2 separate regions of the Mus musculus genome follow, and region 2 is linked to region 1. The links are chromatin contacts, called in public promoter capture Hi-C maps. All regions are on one chromosome and are shown on one strand. The core of a region is the stretch at or near the end of the contact, and the rest is flanking DNA. Distances in the headings are between cores, read along the strand shown.

What was found. Promoter capture Hi-C pulls out the DNA fragments that hold promoters and counts their contacts.
Region 2: a contact with region 1 is called in a promoter capture Hi-C map of embryonic stem cells, with 5 times the contacts expected there. The contact joins two enhancer-like sites. A contact is called at or near these places in 12 of 39 promoter capture datasets (the C10 cell line, the HPC-7 cell line, embryonic stem cells and 6 more), 6 of 15 datasets of contacts at CTCF or cohesin (the G1E-ER4 cell line, embryonic stem cells, large pre-B cells and 2 more), 36 of 484 Hi-C or Micro-C datasets (the C10 cell line, CD4 T cells, ECoMG myeloid progenitors and 11 more), 9 of 115 datasets of contacts at active chromatin or transcription factors (craniofacial prominence, embryonic stem cells and large pre-B cells) and 3 of 9 other capture datasets (adipose tissue, liver and pancreatic islet).

What each region holds. Positions count from the first base shown.
Region 1 is chr8:88,264,456-88,267,966 of GRCm38.p6, reverse strand. No RefSeq gene overlaps it. Among named protein-coding and RNA genes, the nearest start is that of Adcy7, 28 kb to the left of the region's middle. Within about 2 kb of position 1,621, at least 43 of the 459 cell types and tissues checked have an H3K27ac peak or open chromatin away from gene starts, as enhancers often do.
Region 2 is chr8:88,392,973-88,396,483 of GRCm38.p6, reverse strand. No RefSeq gene overlaps it. Among named protein-coding and RNA genes, the nearest start is that of Gm34751, 5.8 kb to the right of the region's middle. Within about 2 kb of position 1,648, at least 1 of the 459 cell types and tissues checked has an H3K27ac peak or open chromatin away from gene starts, as enhancers often do.

The DNA.
Region 1 (3,511 bases), core at 372-2,871:
TAATCCCAGCACTTGGGAGGCAGAGGCAGGCAGATTTCTGACTTGGACGCCAGCCTGGTCTACAGAGTGAGTTCCAGGACAGCCAGGGCTATACAGAGAAACCCTGTCTGGAAAACCAAAAAAAAAAAAAAAAAAAAATCAGGTGTCTGAAGGCTATGAGCCACCAATGGAACCCTGGTAATGAGAAGTTCCCTCTGCAACAGAGAAGACTCTCTGTCCATACAGTAATGTTTCAGAACGTGGCAGAAAGGAGGAAATCCCAAAAGTTCTGAGAGGAAAAACCATCATGCCAATCTGGGATTCTTTTTTTTTTTTTTTTTTTTTTTTTTTTTTTTTTTTTATAGCCCTGGCTGTCCTGGAACTCACTTTGTAGACCAGGCTGGCGTTGAAGTCAGAAATCCGCCTGCCTCTGCTTCCAATCTGGGATTCTTAAAGACACTGAAAATGATGCTTTCGGCTTCTGAGAGACGTTTCCCAGTCAGAACTCTATATCCAGCAAAACTTCCAACTGAACACAAACGCAGAGCTCTTTCAGACATTTACAGCCTGCGCACAGGAAGCGAGATGGGCAGACACCCAGCCAAGACTTTACCAAGAGGGAAATCCAGGAAACTGAGCTGAGCTGTGGTGTGCACAAGTGAAGGCAAGCTTCAGGGGAGGAGGGGGATGTTCAGGCAAGCAAACACCTGCACTTCAAGCACACCTGCCCGAAGCCTCAGGCGACCCGGCGACTGTGACAAAACACCTGGTGCAGCTGGCTGATTTGCAAGGTTTCACACACCCACGGAGTTTAGGCTCAGGTGCTAAACTAACGCTTCTGGAAAAATAAAAACACTGAGGGTGTAGCTCACCGCAGAGCATGCGATTCCAGGTACAACACCCACGTCCCCTGCCCCACTCACTGTATTGCACAAATGGCTGATAAGAACAGCCATTTGGAGTCATAGCGACTGTGACCACTGCACTCAGGAAAATTACTCAGAGGAGGCCCCGGCGTAGAGACTTAAGGGTATTGGGAAGTCAACACTTAATTTCAAAACCTAAAACGTGAGAAGTGGCGGCAGTGGCTCACCACTTTGGAAGTGGCTCCCCTAGAAGTTGGGGGAGACATTCAGAATGCCTTGGCATCACAACACCTTCCCCTTCTCCCCAAATATATGCTTTTTTGCACCTTCTTGGCAGGGCCCAAGACCCTTGCTCTCTGCCTCACTCCAGACAGGTCTTTCCTGTCTCCTCGCCTGTGGGGACGAGGTTAAGCCTGGTACTTGGAAGCACTTGGTGTTGAAGTGGATTTTAATCTGAGAGGCCTGGCGCAACCCCCTTACGGTCCTTTGAAGAGTGCTCAAGAAAAGCCACATTCCTGGCGCCCTAAGTGCAAGCTGGAGGTACGAAGCTGAAACTGAGTGGTCAATCTTCTGAAAATGGATATTCCATTTCAAGAGGCCACTTCAGCTTTTAATCAGCTCCTCCTTCTCTTTTATTGTTAACATTAAACATTAAGACATCTTTCTAGGGGTTGAAGAGATGCCTCAGCGGTTAAGAGTGCTTACAGCTCTTGAAGGGGACCTGGATTCCTAACTCAAGATAGATGGCTCACAGCAGTCACTCCAGGTCCAGGGGATCTGATGCCCTCTTCTGGCCGCGGTGAGCATTGCATGAGCACAGTACATACAGAAACCAGCCAAAGCTCACACAGAAAAACGAAAATACATCCTTTATTTTTTAAAAGAAACAAAAGAAAGAAAAGGCACCATCTACTTGTATCCATCCTTTGGGCAGTTCCTCTGAATCCCACAACTTCCAAAAGGTTTTAAATGCTTTAAATGTTACAGGCTTTAAATGTACACACAATATAAAATGAAATTAAGTCACACAGACAGACACAGACACAGACACAGACACACACACACACACACACACACACACACACACACACACACACACACACACACACACACACACAGAGTGTGTGTTTTACACAGGTGGGTTATTTCAGATCCCTAGTTCCTTGGTTTTAAAATGGTCTTCTTAGACAAACAAGGAATTTAAAACATTTTACTTAAAAGGCAAAATGTTCCCAATTAAAAGCCAAAAATCTTGCATCTCTTAGTTAAGCTGGTCAACCCAGACTGGCTCACTATGGAATGCCAGCAAAGACTCAAGCCGCAAGACTCAAGAATGTGGCCTGAGGAGAACAGCTTTCAAACACTGTTGTGCACCAGAAGACTGTGGAATTCCTCACCACCAGATGGCTTTTGGTCCCCGCCCCCTCCCCCCAATTTAGCCTCAAAAACCACACAGCAGCTCTGGCCCTGTCTACTTCAAATAACTGGGATCCAGTTGTTCTGGTGGGGAGCCCTTCCTCCTTACCCCAAACCTGAAATGTAAGTTCAAAGCCAGCCTGGTCTACATGGTGAGTTCTGGGACAGGCAGAGCTACAAAACAACAAAAGGTGGAGTGCTTTTTTTTGTTTTGTTTTGTTTTTTTGAGACAGGGTTTCTCTGTATAGCCCTGGCTGTCCTGGCTGTCCTGAAACTCACTCTGTAGACCAGGCTGGCCTCGAACTCAGAAATTCGCCTGCCTCTACCTCCCGAGTGCTGGGATTAAAGGCGTGCACCACCACCGTCTCCCGAGTGCTGGGATTGACACTCCACCTGGTTTAAAAGGTGGAGTGTTAACAGGCAGATGGTAGAAAATGATCAAAGAATTGGCCTTCCCCCCTCCCCAGTGTTGCCCAAAGCAAGGCTCCTTTCCTTAAAAGTGGAAAATGGCAAAGGGAGTGGAGTGCTGTTCGGGATGACTCTGCTGCACTGTGACATTTAAGGAGAAGAACCAAAAGACAGGCTGGGGACTTAGCTCAGCTGTGGCGTGTCTGCCTACTATGCACAAGGGCCTGGCTTTGATTACTAGCAACAAGTTATCGGGATGTGGTGGTGCATCCCAGCATTTGAGGGGCAGCCAAGGGAACCAAAAATACAAGATCATCTTTGGATATATACCATGTTTGAAGCTAGTCTGGGCTACTTAAGATCCTGGCCTTACAACAACAACAACAACAACAACAAACAACAAAGACAAGAAACTTCCCAAAACAACTTTGGCTAAGAAAGTAATCCTGAAGCCGGTGTGGTACACACTTATAATCCTGACATGAGGAAACAAGGCAGAAAGACCAGAGTTCAAAGTCATCCTAGTGTACATAGAAAGATCTTGTGGGTAAAAAAAGGGGATTTTTACTTTCTTAGAAAACTTGGTTCAAGGGCTGGAGAGTTGGCTCAGTGGTTAAGCGCACTGACTGCTCTTGCATTCAGTTCCCAGCAACCACATGGTGGTTCACAAGTAATGGGATCTGATGCCCTCTTCTGGTGTGTCTGAAGAGAGTGACAGTATACTAATATACATAAAATAAATCTTTTTGAAAACAAGAAAAAAACCAAAACCCTGGCTCAGGAGTGTCATTCTATCAACTTTCTAAAGTCTGTGTTTAAGGTATGCTGAGAGCTCTGGGCAC
Region 2 (3,511 bases), core at 399-2,898, 130 kb before region 1:
GAAGCCTGGACGCCATGTTCTTTAGGATCCCAACTAGTCCACTCGACATCCTAGGAACATGCCCAACAGGAAGTTATGTGTGTGGCCATCATGAAACATATGTGAGAATGTCCAGAAAGAGTAGACTTGTAGAGTGTGTGTGTGTGTGTGTGTGTGTGTGTGTGTGTGTGTGTGATAGAGACAGACAGACTGACAGAGACAGAGAGACACACACAGAAAAGCACACTTTCCTTAGTAGTGAGAATAAGCAAAGTAAAGCTACAAGCCACCAATAAGACAGAGGAATCTCACACAATGTCGAAAAGAAGACAAACAGGAGAGAGTGCTCGCTTCATGATTCCAGTTCCATAAAGTTCAAGTTCACAACCAGATAGAACCAGTTTGTGTTGTTAGATGGCCAGAGAGGTCAGTCTTTAGAGGGAACATAGGAAGAACTCCCGGGGATACTGGTGGTAGCTCTTTCCAATGCTGGGGGTGGAATCCTGTCCTTGCACATGCTCAGTGAGTGCTCCAACACTAAGCTGCAGTCCCGGTCCTTACCTTCTATTTCTGGGGCACAGTCTTTTGGTAACAATTCATCACATGCTTACAGGTTGGTGTTGAGCATCGATAATTTTTTAATTGATGGAAATGTGTGTTTTTTTGTTTTTTGTTTGTTTGTTTTGTTTTGTTTTGTTTTTCAAGACAGGGTTTCTCTGTGTAGCCCTGGCTGTCCTGGAACTCACTTTGTAGACCAGGCTGGCCTCGAACTCAGAAATCTGCCTGCCTCTGCCTCCCAAGTGCTGGGATTAAAGGCGTATGCCACCACGCCTGGCTAGTCTGTTCATTTTTAACCAAAGTATTCGCTTTCCCCCAACCCCCATTAAACACCAGGTGTAGCATTAATTTAGAAGGGTCCTGTGGGCTCTAGTCACAGTCCTCGTTTCTGCTGACCTCAGACAGGGCCTCCAAACTCGGTCCAAGCTCTTCTCCCAGGAGCAACAATATCAGAGCTTCTGGAACTGGCTGTCAGGCCGCAGACGCCTCACTCTTCCCAGGCCTCCTCCAGCCACACTGGCCATCAGCTCCTTCCCTTTTTCCACAGTCTCCCACACTCACTCCAACTTCTTGGGCCTTCTCTGAGGAACTCTGCTCTCCTCTAGCACCCTGTAGAAGGGCAAGAAGCAGATGTGACTTGGTAATGCAGATGTGCTTCATGTACAGGCTTCGCTCTGCGCCATCCCTGTGGCCTGGGGAACACCATCCCATGGGAGGGTAAGTAAGCCTCACTCTTCCCTGTTCCTCCACATTGTTGGGACCCCTGAAAGGGACAACAACGTCAGAACAGAGCCTGGCACAAAACCAGTGTAGCGACAACTGTCCAAATGCCCTGAATATACAGAACTTTACATTTCACTTGGAAATGCCTCAACCAGCCAGCCTCATGATGAGAAAAGTCATATTTAGAGAGTGAAAAGGGCTGCCGGGGGTCATTTGTGGCTCTCTGCCCTCTGTCAATGATGCAGGGAGAAAGGCACTCAGGAACCACAAGCAGACCACATGAGTACTCTTTGATTGATGGAGAAGTAGTCAGTGACACAGGGTACTCTATGAGTTAGTACATGGGCCCAAAGACACAGGTGCAATCTTTTCTTTTTGTAAATAAAGTTTTATTGGAACGAGCTATGCATGTTTGTTCACACATGACCTATGGCTGCCCTCATTGAACAGCCACAAAGCTAAGGAGTTGGCATAGTTGTATGGCCCATGAAGTCAACAATATTTACTATCTCACCATTTACAGAAAGTACACTTAGGATTGGAAAGTTAGCTCAGCAGTTAAGAGCACTTGCTGTTCTTGGAAGGGCCCATATTCAATTCCCAGAATCCAAATGGCAGCTCACAACCGTCATCTGTAACTCCAGTCCCAGGAAGTCTGAAGCCCTCTTGGGACTTCACCAGTACCTGGCACACAGATGATGCATGCAGTGGTTTGAATAAAATGGCTCACATTGACCCATACGGAGTGGCAGTATTGGGAGGTGTGACTTTATTGGAGCAAGTGCATCACTGGGGGGTGGGCTTCAAGGTCTCAGAAGCTCAAACTAAGCCTGGAGGCTCAAGGTGCTTTTCCTGCTGCCTGCAGAGCCAGATGGAGAACTCTCAGCTACCTCTCCAGCAGCACAGAGGCCTGCGTGCTGCCATGCTTCCTGCCATGATGATAATGGACTGAACCTCTGAAACTGTAAGCCAGCCTCGATTAAATGATTTACTTTTTATAAGTGTTGCCATGGTCATGGTGTCTCTTCACAACTGATACCCTAACTAAAACATACATACACTCAGATAAAATATTCATACATATAATACATACATACATACATACATACATACATACATACATACATACATACATACATAAGAGAGAGAAGGGGAAAAAAAAGTGTGTCAAGCCTTAATCCGGGAGAGAATTCTTTCCACTGGCCTGCAGAAGGAGTGCTTGTGGCTGCACTGTGGCCAAGTCATTCGTGTTTCGGGGATTAGTAACTTCAATGTAAGCAAATGCATCCCATGGGATACAGTGTGCAGCAAAGAACCAGCTGCACACACAGAAAGTGGCATGTGTGGTACTCAACAGCACTGGGCTGAGAGACAGAGCAGAAGGCACTGTGAGCCTTTTCCTCATGCCTGCCAGTCCTCTAACTGAGTTATGACTAGAGTCATAACTAACTCTGTGCACTTCCTATACTCATTGTACGGCTCGAGGGAGGGAAGATGTGGTTTGGCTTGCAGTTGGAATCCATCGTGTTGGAAGGCCTGGTGACTCTGTCTATGGTGGTAGGTGCATGTGGCAGTGACTGCTCACATACCAGCACACTAGGACACAGCAAGCAGACAGAACCAGGGGCCCAGCTATACCTCTCAAAGGTCCTCCTCAGTGGCTTGCCTTCACCGGCTAAGCGCTGCCTCACAGTGACTCTACAACCTTCTAAAACGTGTGCCAACTTCTGAGGAATGGTGTTGGGCAATCACTCAAAACACAGGACCAGGAGATCACTTCAGATTCAAATCATAACCAACTCACTTAAGGCTTCTCATTTAGCCAACTCTATAAAGTAGGGGAAATTCCTCCCAAAGATGGGGAAACAGAGGCACCAAGGCAACTTTTAGCAAGTGGCAGAACTGGAGTTTTGACCTCAGATGAGACCTCAACCTGTGCTCTTAACCATTACCTCAAACAGAATACAGCTGATGAGCTCCTGGGTGCCCTGGAGATACCCAGTTCTAGTCCCTTGCACCTATGCATAGCCTCCCTTAGGTTTTGAGTAATCTCTGGATTACTTATACTGCAAACACTGTGTAAATAGCTGTGGTCTGTACAAACACAAACATCAAACACTTCGGGAAGTTTGAGAGATGGCTAAGTCATTAAGCACACTGGCTACTCTTCCAGAGGACTGGGGTCTTATTCCCCACACCCTCTTATTTCCAGCACCCACATGGCAGCTCACAACCACCTGTATCCCCAGTT